4 separate regions of the Mus musculus genome follow, and regions 2, 3 and 4 are each linked to region 1. Evidence: chromatin contacts called from public Hi-C data. All regions are on one chromosome and are shown on one strand. The core of a region is the stretch at or near the end of the contact, and the rest is flanking DNA. Distances in the headings are between cores, read along the strand shown. Region 1 overlaps Armc3 (armadillo repeat containing 3). Region 2 has its middle 31 kb from the start of Gm33592. Region 3 has its middle 77 kb from the start of Gm33592. Region 4 has its middle 53 kb from the start of Armc3.

Region 1 (4,472 bases), core at 661-3,160:
GATGAAAATGAGATGAAGCAGTAAAATAGGCAGTCATGAATAGGTAGCCCCCTCGGCTAATTTCGGGCAGCGCTCCTTCCTTACTATGCTGGTAATATACTGGACAGTTCTCTGTGTATAATGCTTTTTGGAAAGGAGAAGCCATTTAATTTGTGAATGTAGGAAATATCTCCAGTTGAATTTCATGTTTTATTTACTGTGTACTTTTCTGCCCAATTAATCATTCCAAATTCTTAAATAATTTATACAAGTATGGAGCAAATGATTTGCGGTTGACATCCTTCTGAGTAGTCGATCCTACATGCAATGAGAGTATTTTAAACAGTTTATAACATCACTGCCATCTGTTGGATCTGACCAGAATTAGATTCAAAGTTGCCCCCAAAATGGAAAGAATTCAGTAATCCTTTGCACTAATAACTAAATTTACTCACTGAAAAACCAGACAAGATTTGAAGATGAATATAGATGCAGACCAGGCTTTTTTAAAAGGATCTCTTTTAAAGATACAATTTTAGTAAATACCAATGAATAAATATTGAAAACAACAACTATAATCATTTTATACTTACAAAAAAGTGGAAACTTGTAACTAAGGTTAAACTCTTCACAAACAACTGTGTTCAACTATATGGACCCTGATTCTTCATAGCCATCTTACCTTAGCTCCATGAAGATAGCTTTAAAGACCCTAGAGTTTTAAAGACCCCCTTCTCCCCATTTTCCTGTGGAATTTGCAGTTCTTTTGTATAGCTTCTCAACTCCCACAAAAGTAGCAACCCAAGAAAGTTCTGAATTGTAGCATATATAACTGGCCACTTAAAAATACATCGATTAATTGTTGGGCTACCTTAAGCCTTCGAAATAGCAGAGACAAGTCTCCAGGGACTTCTCTACTTTTGTGTGACCTGCGGCCAGGAGCACAAACACTGATGATGATTAAGGGGCTCTGTGCAGAGACAGAGAGCCTTACACGGATGTGCCTGAGTGCTTTGTTAACTTTTGACTCTCTTTGACTCTATATCTCTGTCAATATGAATGACTGACTGATCATTTAGTAGTATTGGTATTAAAATTTCTCTAGAAACAAAGAAAATTTCTCCCCTTTAAATAAAGCTGAAGGAAGACAGATACTATCACTTTAACGTCTACAAAATTTATTTGTTGATTATCATGTCTAAGAAAACCATATATAATATGTGGGGGAAAATTTAAATACATCCTCAGGATAGATTTTTATATACTATTGAAAGAGTATATAGCATGCCTTGAGAAAAACCAGGACTCAGGTCCTGTCACATAGCCAGGAATGGTCTGAGCTGAAGTGGGTATTATCTATGCCAGTGCAGAAAGTGTGTGTGTGTGTGTGTGTGTGTGTGTGTGTGTGTGTGTGTGTGTGTGTTCATGCTTTAAAAAAATCACCACCCGAATAAATAAAGCTGGGCGTGGGGCTGGTAACATAATATGCTGTGTTTATTTATTTTACCACTTCGTTGTATACCTTTTAACTTGTAGATGTGGGGCTGATGATCTGTAGAGTCGCCATATTTTCTTGTAGAATGCTGGCTGTAACAGAGTGAGTGATGACCACTTATTTTGAAGACAGGAACACAACAACACACATCTGTTAAAAGTGGCCAAACGCCAATTCTTCCCTTCTCCCCGTCATATCTTGCAGGAAGGGACGCCACACACCCTCCGAGATGGCTGCGGTTGTTTACTACAGTCCTTTAAGGAAAAATTACCACTCTGTCTAGACCCAGGGCTCCCTAGCACTCAGATTCACTTAGGATAAGTAATCTCGGGTCTCAAAACCCTTAAAGAAACATTGCACTGAGAAACGACCCACGAAAGACGCAAACTCAGCACATAGGCTTGATGTATGGGTCGGACCTAAAGCCTAAGCCACGCAGTTATTGTCTTTGTCGCGTCGGGTTTTTCTTAAGAAAATGGTTTTCTGAGCGATTTCCCTTCACCCACAGCGGCAAGAACCGCGTCTTCATACTGCCCCCTAGTGGCGCCTCAGGAGAGAGTTGGGGGAGGGGCAAAAATGGACCGAGCGCTCTGTGTTTTAATGAAACACACACTAATTTAATTTGAAACACTCTGGTGAGCCTAAAATAATATTTTTGGAACATTATTAAAAGATTGTGATCTGGAAAGCATTTTACTGTGATAGTATTCTACTGCTAAATACACGGTTAGCAGATGTTTGTGTCTGTCTTTGTCCCTTTTTGAGGTGCAGTCGTTTCAAAATGTTTTGACACCTCTTATTTTTTTTTCCTCCACCAGTGACTGAATATTTGCTTCGCTGTGTTATCACAGGGACAAACGCAGCACGTTTGAGCAATAGATGCATCCCATGGCAATAGAAAAGATTATTTAATTTTTGTTTAAATTCATTGTAAAATTTTAGAAGCTTGGAAGTCTCCCAATAAAAGTGAGAGGCAACATAACATTGCTGCCTTAGGAAGGCTGCTTTTGTTTAAAGGATCGTCATTTTAAAAAAACAAAAACAAAAAACTAAGGATAATAATTTCAAAGCGCTTGGGACTTTAAAAGTCCTTTGAGAGCCTTGGAGATTGGACAGTGGGTAATGGCCCTTGTCACTAAGCCTGAGTTCGAGTCTCAAGTCCTACCCACACAGTGGAAAGATCTGACTGTCAGAGGTTGCCCTCTGAGCTGCACACAGAAGCCGTGGTGCGCACACACATTTGCAATGGACAAAGTGATAAAAGTGCTTTGTATTACAATGACAAAAGAAAAGAGTCCTCATTGTATCCTTATGAGGATACCTCATTCCTTCCATCCAAATTTACTGAGTGGCCGTTTGTTATATCCACCCATAGTGCCTCTCTTCCTGTTTGCGTAGAAGAATCGTGTCCTGTCTTTGCTTTTATTGGGCTGGGGGTGGGGTGGGGTGAGGTGGGGTGGAGTGGGAGTCATACTGAAGTTAAAAAGCACTCAGAATGAAAACCTGAGTTTTCAATAAAACCACCTGATTCCCCATCCCTACTCTGTGTCAGCTGATGCTTGCCAGACCTCGACAAACACTTTGAATTTGATTAACTACCAGTTTTCTGAGGCTCGGTGAATCTCATAAAATGTTCAATTAGAAAATTATCTGTGCTGCCTTTATTACCTACAGAGCGGGGCTGATATTTGCATAACATTTTAAAGTTGCTAGTACTGTCTGCTTCCCGGCATTACTGATTTTCACAGGAAATTATCAAACCGATTGGATATCCTCACATTATTTCTCTTTTAATTTGAAGCCTGTTTAAACCTATACATTACTTTGTATCCACCCTTGACTTTTCATATTATTATTAATCATCCCCTACATCTTTTTCCTTCACTTGGGAATAGGCCCTTATTGCTCATTATTTGTAGCTACACGGAAAGGCTCAGATCCGATCTCTGAAGAAGCTGCCTCCACTCTGACCCTGCAAGTTTATATCAGCTGTTTGGCTGGAAGGTGGTCTGAAAAGGATGATTTCCCACACACATACGAATGGCGGAATACGGTCATATTTCCCCGTGGTAGATTCTGCCGTTGCTGGTAGCTGGCAGTTATGGGTAAACACTTAGCTAAGTACCCCAGTAGAGTGTAGCTTCAGATCCTACAGCAGTCTTCCGTGTGGAGAAATGTCCTTGTCATTGTTGTGTGCATTTGTTCCTTTACACGTGAGCAAGTAGATGCATGTTACTTCCCCAGGTTACCAGAGGTAGGCAGGACACTGAGGCACCTTGGGACAACAGCCCGTCCTATGTCCCTGTATCTCTGTGCAGCCCGTATCAGAGATACTAAGAGTATCTCTGAGAGTTAGTTACTTCTCTCCACCCTGGCCACTCACCCTCCCACTTACCAGTTGCTCAGCAAGTGCGGGAGGCTCTTGCTCTCTCCAAAGAAGTTAATCTGTGTCTTTAATCCCAGACTCCTCTCTCTCTCTCTCTCTCTCTCTCTCTCTCTCTCTCTCTCTCTCTCTCATCTCTCCTTTCCTCCAATCTTCTCAGCCTCTCCTCATTTTTCATTTCTTGAACAACAAAAAAGCAAGCGGAAAAAAAAAAAAAAAAGCAAGCTAAGCAAACAGACTCTATGTTTGCTCTCCTTGGAAGGTAGAGATGGGCTCTGAAAACATTGTCCTCTGAAAACATTGGAATGCTTAAAACAAAGACCTCAGGGCATGAGGGGGTGTGGCTGTGATCCCAGCCCCTGGGAGACAGGATCAGGAGTGTAAGATCATCTTTGACTATATAGTGAGTTGCAGGCTTACCTGGGCTATGGGAAACCAGGCTTCAAGCAAGCAAAGAGGCAAAACAAAATAAAAAGAATGGATTAAACGTCACATGGTCAGGATTGCTTTCCTTACATCTGAATTTTGTCTTTGACAACTAGGAAATAACAGATGGAATGCAAATTGACCCCTCGTTTGTACCTCTGAGCTGCTAAGAATGGCAAGCAGAATTCT
Region 2 (4,472 bases), core at 1,360-3,859, 240 kb before region 1:
TATAAGGAAAATGGAGGTTTCAATGTAAGTGGATTTGTTTTTAAACGTAGTCCATTTTATATTTCTGTAACAGAATGTCATAGGCTAGATAATTTAGAGAGAGAAGAAATTTATTTCTTACAGTTTCAGAGGATGGGAGTCCAATATCAAAGTGATGGGGCCTAGAGGAAGCCTAGTGCCCTGTGGCAGGGAATTTTTATTGACAGGTGACGCTTACATTCAGTACAAGAGATTCTCTCTGCAAGGCCAGAACCATGTCCTTGGTCATATAGCTCCCGAGCAGCCGATGGAGGCCTGGGATTCAGTAGGATCAACTCCTTCCATTGGTCCATTCTGTGCTTGGGTTTCACATGTCTTTCTTTCTTCTCTCTTGAATACATTTTTCCTGCCAGTCATTTCCCCAGCTCCTTAATGTAACATCCATCACTAAGGACGACATTCCCTGTCTCCAAGAAATACTAGCAGGAGAACTGCTTCGTGGTTTTCTGTTATGGCATCTCTCTCATCCTAACCACCTCTGGGCTAGACATTCACCTTCCCATCTACTAGGATCTCTCACAGTTAGATTAGGATGATTGTAGGAATAATGCAGGCTATGCATGTGGTTATTGTTGCTAAGCCTGTATTGAAAACAAGTGTCGAGTCCCTGGTTGACTTAGCTCTGAAATTAGGCCATGAGAAGTAGTAACTTAATTTATTCCTTCTTTGGAAAGTTAAAATAAGTGAGGGGGGTAGGTTCATAGAGCTGCATGCCTGAATGAGTACTCTAGCTTTGCATTTCTGTGGTGCTAAACATAGTTGCTATTCCTGATCACCTGTACCAATAGCAAAATGTTAATACTGTAATGTGAGAAAGTCAAATATTGTCTTCTTGGACCAGTAAAATGGCTCAGTGAGTACAGACACTTGCTGCCAATACTGTTTATGTTGGTAAGATTTCTAAAATTCCACCACTGATCACCAGTGTTTGATCCCTGGGACTTACATGGTGGAAAGACAGAAATGACTCCCACAGGTTGTCCTTTAAATCTCTACATAAACACTCTGGCATTTGCATGGACATATATACTAAACAAAATGTAATACAAATTTAAAAATCTTAAGATTAGCATGTCATGAATGGTGAAGGATATAGATTTAGAAAAACACCCAACTACATAAATGTGTATGTATATCTGTCTATACATAGATACATATGTGTTTGTGTTTATAGTCTCATGTTCATATATCTACTTGTGCATATATGTGAATGCACAAACTTCCATAGATACTGGATTGGTTCAGACCTTATTTTCATCATTTTTAGATCATTCTTGTAAAGCTCAAAGGACATAGAAATATCACAGTGTTTTTAACCTCCCAAATTATGTGCTTGTAAACTTTCAAGCCATCTCTTTCAGGCTAGGCATGGTGGCACAAGCTTTTAATCCCAGTACTAAAGAGGCAGAAGCAGACAGTTTGTCTACAACAGTAAATTGTAGCGAGTCTTGTCTAAAATAAATAAATAAATAAATAAATAAATAAATAAAAAATAAAGGAAATAACCCCCTTCAGGACTGGTGATGTAGCTCAGTGGCAGAATACTTGCTCAACCTGCCCCAAATCCTGGCTACCCACCATCAGGACCACAAAACATACTTAGTTTCCCCATGCCATTCCTTCTCTGATGTTCTCTGAATAGCAAAAACAAGCAAAGCGTAAAGTGGCTCAGAAAAGAATGTGTTCTATTTCTTGATTTGATTTTAAACATTAACTCGGCATTTGTGTCATTTGTCACAAATGTAGTGGTGGAATTTTAGAAAGCTTACCAACATAAACAGCTTCTGACTTAAAAATAACAGACAGTTACAAATATTTATCCCTTATCTCAGCTGCCAGAGTCTCAGCGGGTCCCTGGGAATCTGTCTGGCTGCAGGGGAGGGCCAGGAAGAACATTCCAAGTTTCTCTCTGGCTTCAAAAAAAGAAGGAATGAAAGGAACTCTGTAAAATCGATGCAGAATCTTGTTTCATAGGGACCTCTGTGTGCACTCAGACATCCTTCAAATTTAAAGCTTGCTTAAACTCGTGACTTTGATATGAACAAAGAATAATGAACAAACACAACAATTACAACAACAAAAAAAACTTGATTTTTCCATTTTTCCAGTTCATCAAAAGTCAGTCTCTCTCTCCCTCCCCCTCATTCCCTTGAGGGATGTCATTTAAGATACAAATGACTTTAGGATATGCAAGAATCGCTAGGCACTCACATCTTAGTGTACACTGGCTCCATAAATGTCAGTGTCCTTAAGGGTCCCTAAAGGAAGAGGCCCAAGTTCATGTGGTTATGGAACACTATGTATTGGTGCATCCATCCCTCTTGCCTGCTGAGAGTTCTGCCACAGAGCTGTCTCTCACCCCCAGTGCAGTCACTCTGAGGCCAGAGACTGGCCTGCAGAACAGAAGCCAGGCTTTTGCAGGCGGCAGAGACTGTGGGAGAAAAAGGAGACAGCTCCCACAGTGCCAAGGACAGTGCCAAAGCTGAAACAGGGACTGGGGGATGCTGGGGACAAGCTACTTCCTTGGTGACTGGTTCCTGCTGGTCATGTGAATTCTTCAAGCTTTCAGTTTTAGTTTAGAAGGAGAGAAAGAATCAGCTACATTCAAGGTTTCAACTTCCTCCCCTCATGCTGGAAGATGCAGAGAGCAACCTCACTGGATTCCGCCCTGAAGTTTCCTCTTTCCCGATTCTGTTGCACCACTGGATAATTTTTCATATTTATCTGCCATCCCTCACAGTCTTCCAAACTATTAGAAAGACAGAGAAAGAGGAGACTCCACTCCCAGGTGCTCTAGCACACTCAGGATCTTAGGATTGGGATGAGTAGGACACAACATCTGTTCCAACACCACCAGGAGTAACTTGGACCAGAGGGATCCAGGGACACAGGAACCCCAGCTGACCAGTGGCTCTGGTTTCTTCTACTCTGTGCAAACTGGGAGCAAACTCTGCAGCCAGTAGTCCCAAAGCACTCAGAGGAGGCACAAATTCCAGGTGGTCTAACACAGCCAGGATCTCAGGATCCCAGTAGCTTAGTCACATCAGGATGTCGAGGTCCCAGAGGCAGCTTGACTCCCAGGAACTCTGACACACCCAGAATCTCAGGATCACAGGATCATAGAGACAGCTGGACTATGAGGAGTTCTGACACAACCAGGATTACAGGAAGGGCAGGCTCCAGTCAGATATTGACGGCAGGTAGCACTAGAGATATTCAGATGATGGGAGGCAAGCATAAGAACATAAGCAACAGAAACCAAGGTTACTTGGCATCATCAGAACCCAATTCTCCCACCATAACAAGTCCTGGATATACCATCACACCAGAAAAGCAAGACTTGGATCTAAAATCACTTCTCATGATAATGATAGAGGACTTTAAGAAGGACATAAATAACTTCCTTAAAGAATTACAGGAGAACACAGGTAAACGGGTAGAAGCCCTTAAAGAAGAAACACAAACATCTCTTAAAGAATTACAGGAAAACACAATCAAATAGGCAAAGGAAATGAACAAAACCATCCAAGATCTAAAAATGAAAAAAAGAAACAGTAAAGAAATCACAAAGGAAGACAACCCTGGAGTTAGAAAATCTAGGAAGGAGATCAGGATGCCATAGATGCAAGCATCACTAACAGAATACAAGCGATAGAAGAGAGAATCTTGGGGGCAGAAAATAACAAAGAAAACATTGACACAACAGTCAGAGAAAATGCAAAATGCAAAAAGCCCCTAACCCAAAACATCCAGGAAATCCAGTATACAATGAGAAGACCAAACTTAAGGATAATAGGTATAGAAGAGAGTGAAGATTCCCAACTTAAAGGGCCAGTAAATATCTTCAACAAAGTTATAGATGAAAACGTCCTTAACCTTAAGAAAGAGATGCCCATGAACATACAAGAAGAATATAGAACTCTAAGATGGACCAGAAAAGAAATTCCTCCTGTCTCATAATAATGAAAACACCAAATGAACAAAGAAACAATATTAAACAACAAAGAAAGAACATTAAAAGCAGTAAGGGGAAAGGTCAAGTAACGTAGGCAGACCTATCAGAATTACATGAGACTACTCACCAGAGACTATGAAAGCTAGAAGATCCTGGGCAGATGTCATATAGACCCTAAGATAACATAAATGCCATCCCAGACTACTATAACTAGAAAAATTCTCAATTACCATAGATGGAAAAACTAAGATATTCCATGAAAAAAATCAAATTTACACAACATCTTTCCACATATTCAGTCCTACAAAGGATAATAAAGGGAGAACACCAACACAAGGAAGGAAACTATGCTCTAGAAAAACCAAGAAAGTAATCTTTCAACAAACCTAAAAGAAGATAGCCACATAAGCATAATTCCACCTCTAACAACAAAAATAACAGGAAATAACAATCACTTTTCATTTATATCTCTTAATAT
Region 3 (4,472 bases), core at 1,228-3,727, 190 kb before region 1:
TGCCTTTTCTTTATGTGGATCTCGGCCTCTAACCTACATAACTTTATTTCAATGAACAATAATAATTCTTGCAAGGCAGATGTAGAGCTGACACGTATCTTTAGGTGTGTTTGAGTGAGAAGTACTATCATCTGTTGAGGCAGCTTCATGCAGAGCAATCAGGGACAGCCAGCCTGAGTCCCTGCCTGAGTCCCCGGATTGTGGGACTCCCAACTCCTTAAGTATCCCCATAGGAAAGACAAGGTGTTTGAGATGGTTGGAGGCATTACATCTGGTTATCCCTATAGTCAGGCAGGCTCTGATACAATGTGTTTTTCAGAGGACAAACTATATTAAAATTAGAATTTTCTGGCAGGTTTCATGTTTTTTTCCCTCATCCTACTGAATACACAAAGAGATTTGTGTCCCCTATACTCAGTGTGAGAACTGGTAAAGCACTAGGTGGTGAGACTCTTAAATACCTGTGGGTCCTCTGAGCCCGGGTTCCCCGTGGATTTGATAACTTCTTCTCTTGAAAATATAAGAAGAGAGTTATTTTTTAAAATTTACTTTTTCATTGTCAGGACAGAATGGTGACATCCAAGCTTCCGAGCGGCTAACACAGTTTGTGCTGAACTGAAAATCAGAATTTATGATGCTGATTTTGATCATTGGTCTGAAGACGCCACTGTTTGTTCTGTTTCTCCTTGTAACTGAAAAGCACACCAGGGCACACTCTTTGAGGCACAAGCAAACATCTGCTCCTCCTCTTCCTCATCTCTTTTCCTACTTATTACTTATAGATAATTCTTGCCCATTGGATCTCAGCCATGGTCAGTGACAGTTATCAGAGCCTGTGCGGCTCTCTCCTCATTTACCACTGCACACTTGGAAGTTACTTTGAAAGGAAGCCCTTTCCTTTTCCATAGTTACACATATTTATTGGTACAAACTCATGAGAAAAAAACCTGTTTTCCAAAGATTGATAATTGATAATTTACTATTATACTGAAGTATTTAAGTGCCCAAATTTAATGAAGCCCCTACTCACTGGCTTCCCTTTTCTCATGGCGGGGAGGTGAATCCCCCCACCAACAGGCAAGTGTGCATTCGTATGGAGTTTGCGCATTCTCCAAATTAGAAGTTAAAGCAATGAGGCCTCTTCCCATCCTCTTTTCTTTTTGTTCTGTCTCCTTTTAGTTTCCGCAGGGTGAGGAATGGAACCTGGGACCAGTGCAGGCAGGTAGGATTTTCTCGCACTGAGTTGTACACATGCCCCAATATTTTTCTTCTACTCACCCCACATACAGGTTTTTCCTTCTTCTTGCCTTCTCTTGCATATTCATATATGTATATATGTTTTCAGTCAGACCCCTGAACCTCCACAATAACAAGCAATTTGTTGCTCAGTTGTATAATGTATCTATAATCATTTCAGAATCACTTTTTCATTTTTTTTTAAAAATCACTACACAAAGCAAATCTTTGAAAAGAATTCAGGAACTGTTTGGAATGTTCTCGTTGTCTGGTCTCTGCCTTGGAGGGCAGTGTCAAAGACGGAGCTCCTAGGCCTCCAGGATTCACCCTTTGGCTTCTCTTCTCTGTGACAGTACATTTGGAATGTTGTTGGGATGTTTGCTTTGACAGCTCTCTAAGTAGTGTTGTGGTTTGAATGTGATGTGGCCCCTCAGAAGCTCATGTTGAAAACCGATTGCCACTGTGGGATATTGGGTGGTAGAAAGGTCCTTTAAGAGGTAGTTAGGTGGGTATTCCAGCTTATCCCATCTCTCATTGTATGGCATTCACTAGTGTGAGAACAAAGTGCTCCGGACTGAGCTGACCCTAGTGTTTTTTCTCTTGGTTCACAGCTTCTCCTTCTGTACCTCCACCAGGTTACAGCATAGGATGAAGGCTTCAGCAGGTGGTTGCCCAAGCTTGGGCTGAGTCTCGAACAACTCTAACTAACTTTACTGGTTTATAAATTACCCAATGACTGGTATTCTGATAGGGCAATGAGACAGTAAGTACTGCCGTTCCAGGTTAGGTCCTTACTACGATCCCACAGCTTCTCCCATTCACAGATGGGCTCAACTCATCTCCACTCCCAGACAGAAACTGATCAGTCTGTTTTCTTCACCCCAGATGCTTCTTATAAATGAAATGCTACATCAGGAGGTCGTACATATTCAGCACAGTGCTCTTGTGGTCCGTTCATGTCATTGGATGCATGAGAACTCCTTCATTCTATCACAGGAGAGTTTCTGGCTGTGTGGACACACACAGCCATTTGTATATCATTTAAAGGTGACAGACTTGCCACTTGTCTCTGTTTTCCTGGGCTTGCATGGGTAATTCTGCTGGGACCATCTGTAAGCGAATCCTCAGATACACATGTCTTCATTTTTTTTTTTTTTTTTTTTTTTGGAGAGATTCCAGAAGTGTCTGGGGCATGCACTCAGTGAAAATCTGCTTTTTGGGAACCACCAAACTATTTCCTGCAGTGGTCATGCCAGTCTGAGTCAATGTTGCTTTTATAAAACGCTGAACATCCTTAGGAAGCCAGATAGCTTATTTGAAATTTTCTTCATTATTTACTTAAACCGTCTTTTTCTTCATGTGAGTAATTTATGATAAAAATAAGTTCTCATTCAGAATTAACACAATGAGAAGAGAGAGCCAAATTATTTCCTCTCCTTAGTAGAAAGTGGAGAGCAATAGGTAACATGGCTAAGGAAAGCCTTGGCCTTAGCCCTACATTTCTTTTTTAATACGAGGTTTCCCTCTATTGTCCAGGCAGGTCTGGGATTTTTATGTAAGACCAGGGTGACCTCAAACTTGTGTCAGTTCTCCTGCCTCTGCCTTCCATGAACCCTCATGCCTGGCTTCAGACACCTAGACTTGCCATTTACTGTTTTCTCCAATGGAAAGGCAGGAGGTGAGAGAGTATGGAGTAAGTTCTTGGAAAAGAGCTAGGTGATAAATTGCCTAAAGCTGATGAACTAACATTTTGAGAAAGCAAAGAAGTCAATGTTTCTTTTAAAGTTTTTTAAAACAAGTTTTTCATTACAAAATTGAATTGAATTTATTTATGTACTTTGCATTTTCACACATGTGCCAGATAGTGGAAGTGTGGAGGACGACTTGCAGGAATTGATTCTCTCCTTCCATTATGTGGGTCCTGGGGATTGAACTCAGGTCATCAGACTTGGCAGCAAGCTCCTTAACCCACTAAGACACCTTACTGGCCCAAGAATATAACTTTTATTTTTTTTAAGAGAAAATGTAATATGGTTCCCAAATTGTTTTTCAATTTTTATTTTTATTTATTTGTTTATTGTGTATGGTGTGTATTGCGTGTATATGTGCATGTGGGATGTGTGTGCTCATATGCATAAGTGTGCAGGATAGAGTAGAATATTGGGTGTCTTTGTCTAGTGTACACTGCCTTATTGGATGGAGACAGTGTTTATCACTGAGCTGGAAGCTGGCTGTTTCAGCTAGCCTGGCTGGCCAGTGAGCTTCCAGGATTTGCCTGTATCTGTCCTCCAATGCTGTGGTTAAAGACACACACCTCTATGCCCAGCTTCTTATCAACATGTTAGAGATTTGAGCTCAGGGCCTCGTGCTTGCAAAGTAAGTCTTCTTACTCACCGAGTCATCTTCCCCGATCCTGTTCTTTAAATTTTGTATGGGCATCAGGACATTTTGGAGTCTGAACTACAGCTGATAGCCCAGTCTTCCTCCTGAAGAGAGATAAACACCAGCTCTCCTTGCAATGTCTTAAAACGTCATGACTGGACAAAACCATGCTTCCAAAAGCACAGTTCAACACAGCTGTCACCTCTGAGACCCCACACAAGCTGTAGGGTGGGCATCAAACCTGGGATACTCGGTGATGCTGCAGGCTTGAGGGCAGCACCACAGGAAAGCTTGTGCCACGTAGCAGACTATCTGTTAATTTGCAAATTAACTTCAGCTAAATTTTAAAATAACTAAAAGTTGACGCTAAAAAAAAAATCACCCCACATAGCTCTTTCAATCTTTTTTTCTCTTCCTTTGACATTCTTGTTTTTCCCCCTTCTGGGTACCTAGCTTACCTGTCATTAGTTGAGGTCTGAATTCAGTTAAGGCAAACGTTTATTTATTTGTTTGTTTGTTTATTTTTGGTAAAGATAAAATTGCTAAGCACCAAGAGCTGAGAAGATAGCTCATCTTGTGGAAGTATGGGGACCCGAAGTGGTCCTCAGTAAAAGCCAGCAAGGGGCACAAATCTTTAATCCTAGCACTGGGAAGCAGACAGGGTTGGATGGGGGTTGGGGGTGGCCAGTCTATCTGATGATCCCTCAGCTCCAGGTTCCACAAGAGACTCTGTCTCATAAATAAGATGGAACACCTTATGAAGTACTGGGTCCAGGGTTTTTAAGTCCCCCCTCCCCCTCTCTCTCCCCCTCCCCCTCTCTCTCCCCCCCCTCTCTCTCTCCCCCTCCCCCTCC
Region 4 (4,472 bases), core at 1,283-3,782, 130 kb before region 1:
TGTAATATCATATGTGAGCTTTAGAAACACTGGCGTGACCTTTGAGGTCTAGGATTTATCATGGTAGTACAGTGATGGCCTTCAATATTCGGCAAATGTCAGGTTAGGTTAGCACCAGGGTTTTTCTGAATCCTAGCCTATGAAGATTGAAATTGCTTGGACTTCTGGTTTTTGTCGTTTAATGTTTGGTCTCTAATTAGACAGAAGTGATTAACATATCTCTGTAAACCTTTCTTTCCTTAATCTGATCCTTTTACATGAAGAATCCTTGTATGGAAAAGATCTTCACATTAGGGCTTTTTTTTTTTTTCTTTTTTTTTTTTTTTTGGTCTGTCCTTAGAATGTCCTCTTCTATCTCCATGTGAATCTCATCATATAAGGATTAAAGCAATTAATTAGCCAATTCGTGAGTGATTCCTTCTGACAAGCTAGCCACCTTCCTTTAGCAAAAGTACAAGAAGAGCAATTTAGAGGACAAGCATTAAATTCACTAATTAAATTAAATACAAAACCAAAGCCTTCTGGGGATCATATTTCTTTGGCAAAGCAAATAGGCATTGCATAATTAATACTTAGATTGCACTCATTTATTTAATTATAGAGCCTGACTTTAAGGGTACATTCATAAAACAACATTAAATACCAAATGGATTTGTATATTAGAACCTGAACATTTCTATTAGATTTTCAGGTAGCGATTTCCTTGTGGAAATCTATGAAGATTTTTTTCTCCAAAGTCATAAGATTTTGCCTCTATCTTTCTAAATCTCAGAAGAGCAATGTACTGAATGTACCACACATACTAATATCCTGGCTGAGCTGCTGGTGTGACAGGAATGTCATTTGCCACTTCTGATAGATGTCATCACACAGAAGGATGGTGATGGCAGTCTTCCCTTGGCAGTGAAAGCATCCTTGGGTCTGGTACTCCATCAAACTGATCGGGGTTAGTAGGGCTTGAACCCACGGCAGGATTCTGCCTCAGAAGCAGTTTCCTGCCAAATTCCTATGAAATCAGAAACCCATTCTGCTTGGTCCACCTTCATGCGCAACAAAAGCAGTGAATGGTTAACTCTGCAAGTGGGTGTTGATTAAAGATAGCCTGAACTTTTGTTCTAACAAATCCATCATAAGTACAAAAAAGTACCTTATGATGAAAATTTCTGTAATTCCAAATCTTAGCCTGGCTCAGATCGAATGTGCTCAGAGAACTTACAACAGTCAGCCACACTTGGAAAACATCATCTACTACAAAGGCTACTTCATGATAAAGTGTTGACAACCTTCTGTAAACCCTTGATGGATGGCCTCAATAAGAGCAAGAACAGAGTGGCAGCTGGGGTACATTTTATCACCATCCTCAAGTTGAAAACTCACCAGAGGGCCCATCCTCTGCTAGGGATCAGGTGTACGTGGTCTGAAAGTCAGGATGGGGACCTGAACTGGGGCTAAGAATTTCAGAGTAAAGATTTCCCAAAATGGGGAAGTGAAGGGCTATGACAGTATGTTAGGTGCTGGCTGGGGACTGGTGGAGTGGGAGAAGGAAGAGGATGTGACAGATTCAGTTATGACTTTGCAGAGAAGGAGATCTTAGAGGGGCTCCCCACAGAAACCACTGGAAGGGAGCTGCTGCTGCCACTGCCGCCACTACTGTTGTCTGCAGGGTTAAAGTTCAGGGAGGCTGGGGCTACAAGGAAGAAGAAAAGGAAGTTAGTGTGAGCACAATATGAGAAAGAAGAGTAAGGCCAAGCTAGCCTGCAAGCTTGCTTAGGTGTGCATCGGAGTACCCCCAAAGAGCATCTCTTTCTGTCTTGGAGAACAGAAACAGGAGGGTGTGGCCCCCCCCCCCCCCCATGCAGGGAGCAAAGCATAGGTCAGCTTGCACAGTAGTGACAAACCTTCTTAGTCAGTTTGGACAGGTGTGAGCTTAAACTGGGATAGAACTTAGATTGTAAAGCCAAATTTAGAATCAGAGAAACAATGGCTCAGACAAACAGCAACAGGGACACTCTGTACTGGAGCTGGGACAGGGGACTGTAGGGCTCTGACAGCAGCAAGAGCTGCCCTAGACAATGCAGCCACTGTAATGGTATGACAGCGACCTGGCTAAGCTCCAGCCACCAGTGGCCTTTGCATCAAAGTCTGGAAATTAGGGAGAAAAAAAATTTAAATGTAAATCAACAAGAGTGGACAGAAAAACAAGAGAAACTGAAACCAAACTGAAAACCCGAATATCCTTTTAATTTGAATTGCACAGTGGTGGAATAAAATGTAATGTTGGAGAATCCAGAAACAAAATTGCTACACATCTCTCAGTGATGGGGATGTATCTGAGAAGCCACCTCGAGGCAGTTTCATCACTGTGTAAGTCACTGTTCTGTTACAATAACAAACATCTGAGCTGGCCAACAGATAAGAATAGACTAGCTTCCTCAGTTTTGTAGGTTCCAGCCAGTCCATAACTCACGGACCTAATTGTTTCAGGGGCTGTGGTGAGCCAGCACGTTGATGCAGGAGAGCATGGTGAAGCAAAACCATTTGCTTCCTGGCTAGGGAGGGGGGAAGATGGAAGTGGCTGCGGCTACACAATGCCCGTCTGGAGCACTGCTCTGTGGACAGAAATTCTATCCCGTCTCTTGAAGCCTCCACCTCCACTGCCACCTCCTAGCAGTGCCTTCTGGAGGCCAGGATTTCACGCACACGTTCAGGGGACACTTAAGGTTTATATGATAGCAAGCATATCACAGACTATATATAATTCCTTGAGCTAAGAGAACCGTTACATTAGCGGATATGTGATATGAACACATATGCTAGGATTTATACTCCCATGGTGAGACAAGTCTGCATTGCTGTGTGCCTTTCTTTGGGGACTATAGACTGTTAGGAGGCATACAGTTGACTCCATCACGGGTGAGGTTTTTTTTTTTCCAGAAAAGAGAAACCAAAAGGCATGCAGAGCAAGGGGACCTTAAGTGTTATCAAGGGTCTCTAGGTAATGTTGCTAAGCTCTGAGTTCTGCTGAGAGACAGGGAAAGAGGAGGCAAGATAAGGCTAACACTATGATCCTGAGGATGGACTGATGGGCCTGATTTTTTTCTATTAATTATTTTATTTATTTAGATCCAAAATGTTGCCCCCTCCTAGTTCCCCCTCACAGAGTTCTTTCCCCTATCCCTGACTGAGGCCAGACAAGGCAATCTGTTACATATGTGCCTGGGGCCTCAGACCTGTCCCTCTATGCTTTTTGGTTGGTGGCTCAGTCTCTGGGAGCTCCTAGGAGTCCAGGTTAGTTGACACTGTTGGTCTTTCTGTAGGATTGCTATTCCTTCAGTTCCTTTAGTCCTTCCCTTAACTCTTCCATAGGGGTCAAAGACCTCAGTCCAATGCTTGACTGTGAGTATCTGCATCTGTCTAAGTCAGCTGCTGGTAGAGCCCCTCAGAGGACAGCAGTGCTAGGCTCCTGTCTGTAAGTACAACATAGCATCAGTAGTAGTGTTAGGATTTTGTGCCACCCATGGAACAGATCCCTGCAAACCCTAAAAGATCATATGACTATTTATTCACTTAATTCGTTAATTTTTAAATTTTTAATTGTTTTATTATTTACATCCCAAATGTTGTCCCCTTTCCTGGTCCCCCTTCCCAGAGTTCTTCACAGAATCCCTTTTTCCCTTCTCCTCCACCCACCCCACCCCTATATCCCTCTTCCCTGGGGCATCAAATCTCTACAGGATTAGGTGAATTCTTTCCCACTGAGGCCAGACATATTAGCCAAAAGTACCTATGATACAACCCACAGACCATAAGAAGTTTAACAAGAAGGAAGGCTCAAGTGAGGATACTTTAATCCCACTTAGAAGATGGAACAAAATAATCACAGGAGACAGAGGAAGGGAGGGACCCAGGTGTGTAATTCTAATTTTTTCAAATCCTATTTTCAATGATGGTCCTTAAACACTTTAACCTCCCTTATGGCCCACTACTCACCAAAGGTAGTGGGAAAGAAAGGATATGGAGAAAGTGGATCTGTTTAGAAGGATTCTTTGGAGCAACTCCCATCTAAGTTGTCTGGAAATCAGCAGTTCAGTTCACAGGTTAACAGTGGCAGCTTGGTCTACTTGCAAACACCTCATGGATACAGCAGCAGTCCAGTTCAGTAGAGTTGGGTTAACAACAGCGATGACATGACCTAGCAGAGACAGCCAGGCTTCAGCTTTAGTTAGCAGGAGGGACCAGGAGGAACACCAGGAGAAGTTTTTGGCTGTGTCTCTCTCAGGGAAGTGAAGATCACTGAAGACTTGAGACCCTCAAGCGTTGCACATCTAGCTCTATAAGCAAGCCTAGCTCAGCCTCCTGCATTGTCCATTGAGTCCTATTTATACCCTGCAAACATCTCGAGCCCTCCATGTGTCTTGCCTCAGCAACTTCATCATATCAGCCAGAGTCTACATCGTCCCAACAAATGGAGC

What was found. A called contact is a pair of places that touch in the nucleus more often than the background predicts.
Region 2: a contact with region 1 is called in a Hi-C map of bone marrow-derived macrophages, with 24 read pairs. The contact joins two enhancer-like sites. A contact is called at or near these places in 2 of 484 Hi-C or Micro-C datasets (LSK cells and bone marrow-derived macrophages) and 2 of 115 datasets of contacts at active chromatin or transcription factors (embryonic stem cells and fibro-adipogenic progenitors).
Region 3: a contact with region 1 is called in a Hi-C map of bone marrow-derived macrophages, with 2.7 times the contacts expected there. The contact joins two enhancer-like sites. A contact is called at or near these places in 2 of 15 datasets of contacts at CTCF or cohesin (large pre-B cells and pro-B cells) and 6 of 484 Hi-C or Micro-C datasets (the G1E-ER4 cell line, bone marrow-derived macrophages, cortical glia and 1 more).
Region 4: a Hi-C map of bone marrow-derived macrophages shows a contact between it and region 1, with 2.4 times the contacts expected there. The contact joins two enhancer-like sites. A contact is called at or near these places in 1 of 15 datasets of contacts at CTCF or cohesin (pro-B cells), 9 of 484 Hi-C or Micro-C datasets (the G1E-ER4 cell line, the HL-1 cell line, LSK cells and 5 more) and 2 of 115 datasets of contacts at active chromatin or transcription factors (bone marrow-derived dendritic cells and neural progenitor cells).

What each region holds. Positions count from the first base shown.
Region 1 is chr2:19,274,456-19,278,927 of GRCm38.p6, forward strand. The region is part of intron 10 of Armc3 (armadillo repeat containing 3); the gene reads left to right. Among named protein-coding and RNA genes, the nearest start is that of 4930447M23Rik, 68 kb to the right of the region's middle. Within about 2 kb of position 1,911, at least 147 of the 459 cell types and tissues checked have an H3K27ac peak or open chromatin away from gene starts, as enhancers often do. A contact at or near this core is called in the G1E-ER4 cell line, bone marrow-derived macrophages, cerebral cortex and 2 more, where this site is marked.
Region 2 is chr2:19,035,787-19,040,258 of GRCm38.p6, forward strand. No RefSeq gene overlaps it. Among named protein-coding and RNA genes, the nearest start is that of Gm33592, 31 kb to the left of the region's middle. Within about 2 kb of position 2,610, at least 25 of the 459 cell types and tissues checked have an H3K27ac peak or open chromatin away from gene starts, as enhancers often do. A contact at or near this core is called in bone marrow-derived macrophages, where this site is marked.
Region 3 is chr2:19,081,779-19,086,250 of GRCm38.p6, forward strand. No RefSeq gene overlaps it. Among named protein-coding and RNA genes, the nearest start is that of Gm33592, 77 kb to the left of the region's middle. Within about 2 kb of position 2,478, at least 6 of the 459 cell types and tissues checked have an H3K27ac peak or open chromatin away from gene starts, as enhancers often do. A contact at or near this core is called in the G1E-ER4 cell line and bone marrow-derived macrophages, where this site is marked.
Region 4 is chr2:19,144,024-19,148,495 of GRCm38.p6, forward strand. No RefSeq gene overlaps it. Among named protein-coding and RNA genes, the nearest start is that of Armc3, 53 kb to the right of the region's middle. Within about 2 kb of position 2,533, at least 100 of the 459 cell types and tissues checked have an H3K27ac peak or open chromatin away from gene starts, as enhancers often do. A contact at or near this core is called in the G1E-ER4 cell line, bone marrow-derived macrophages, cerebral cortex and 2 more, where this site is marked.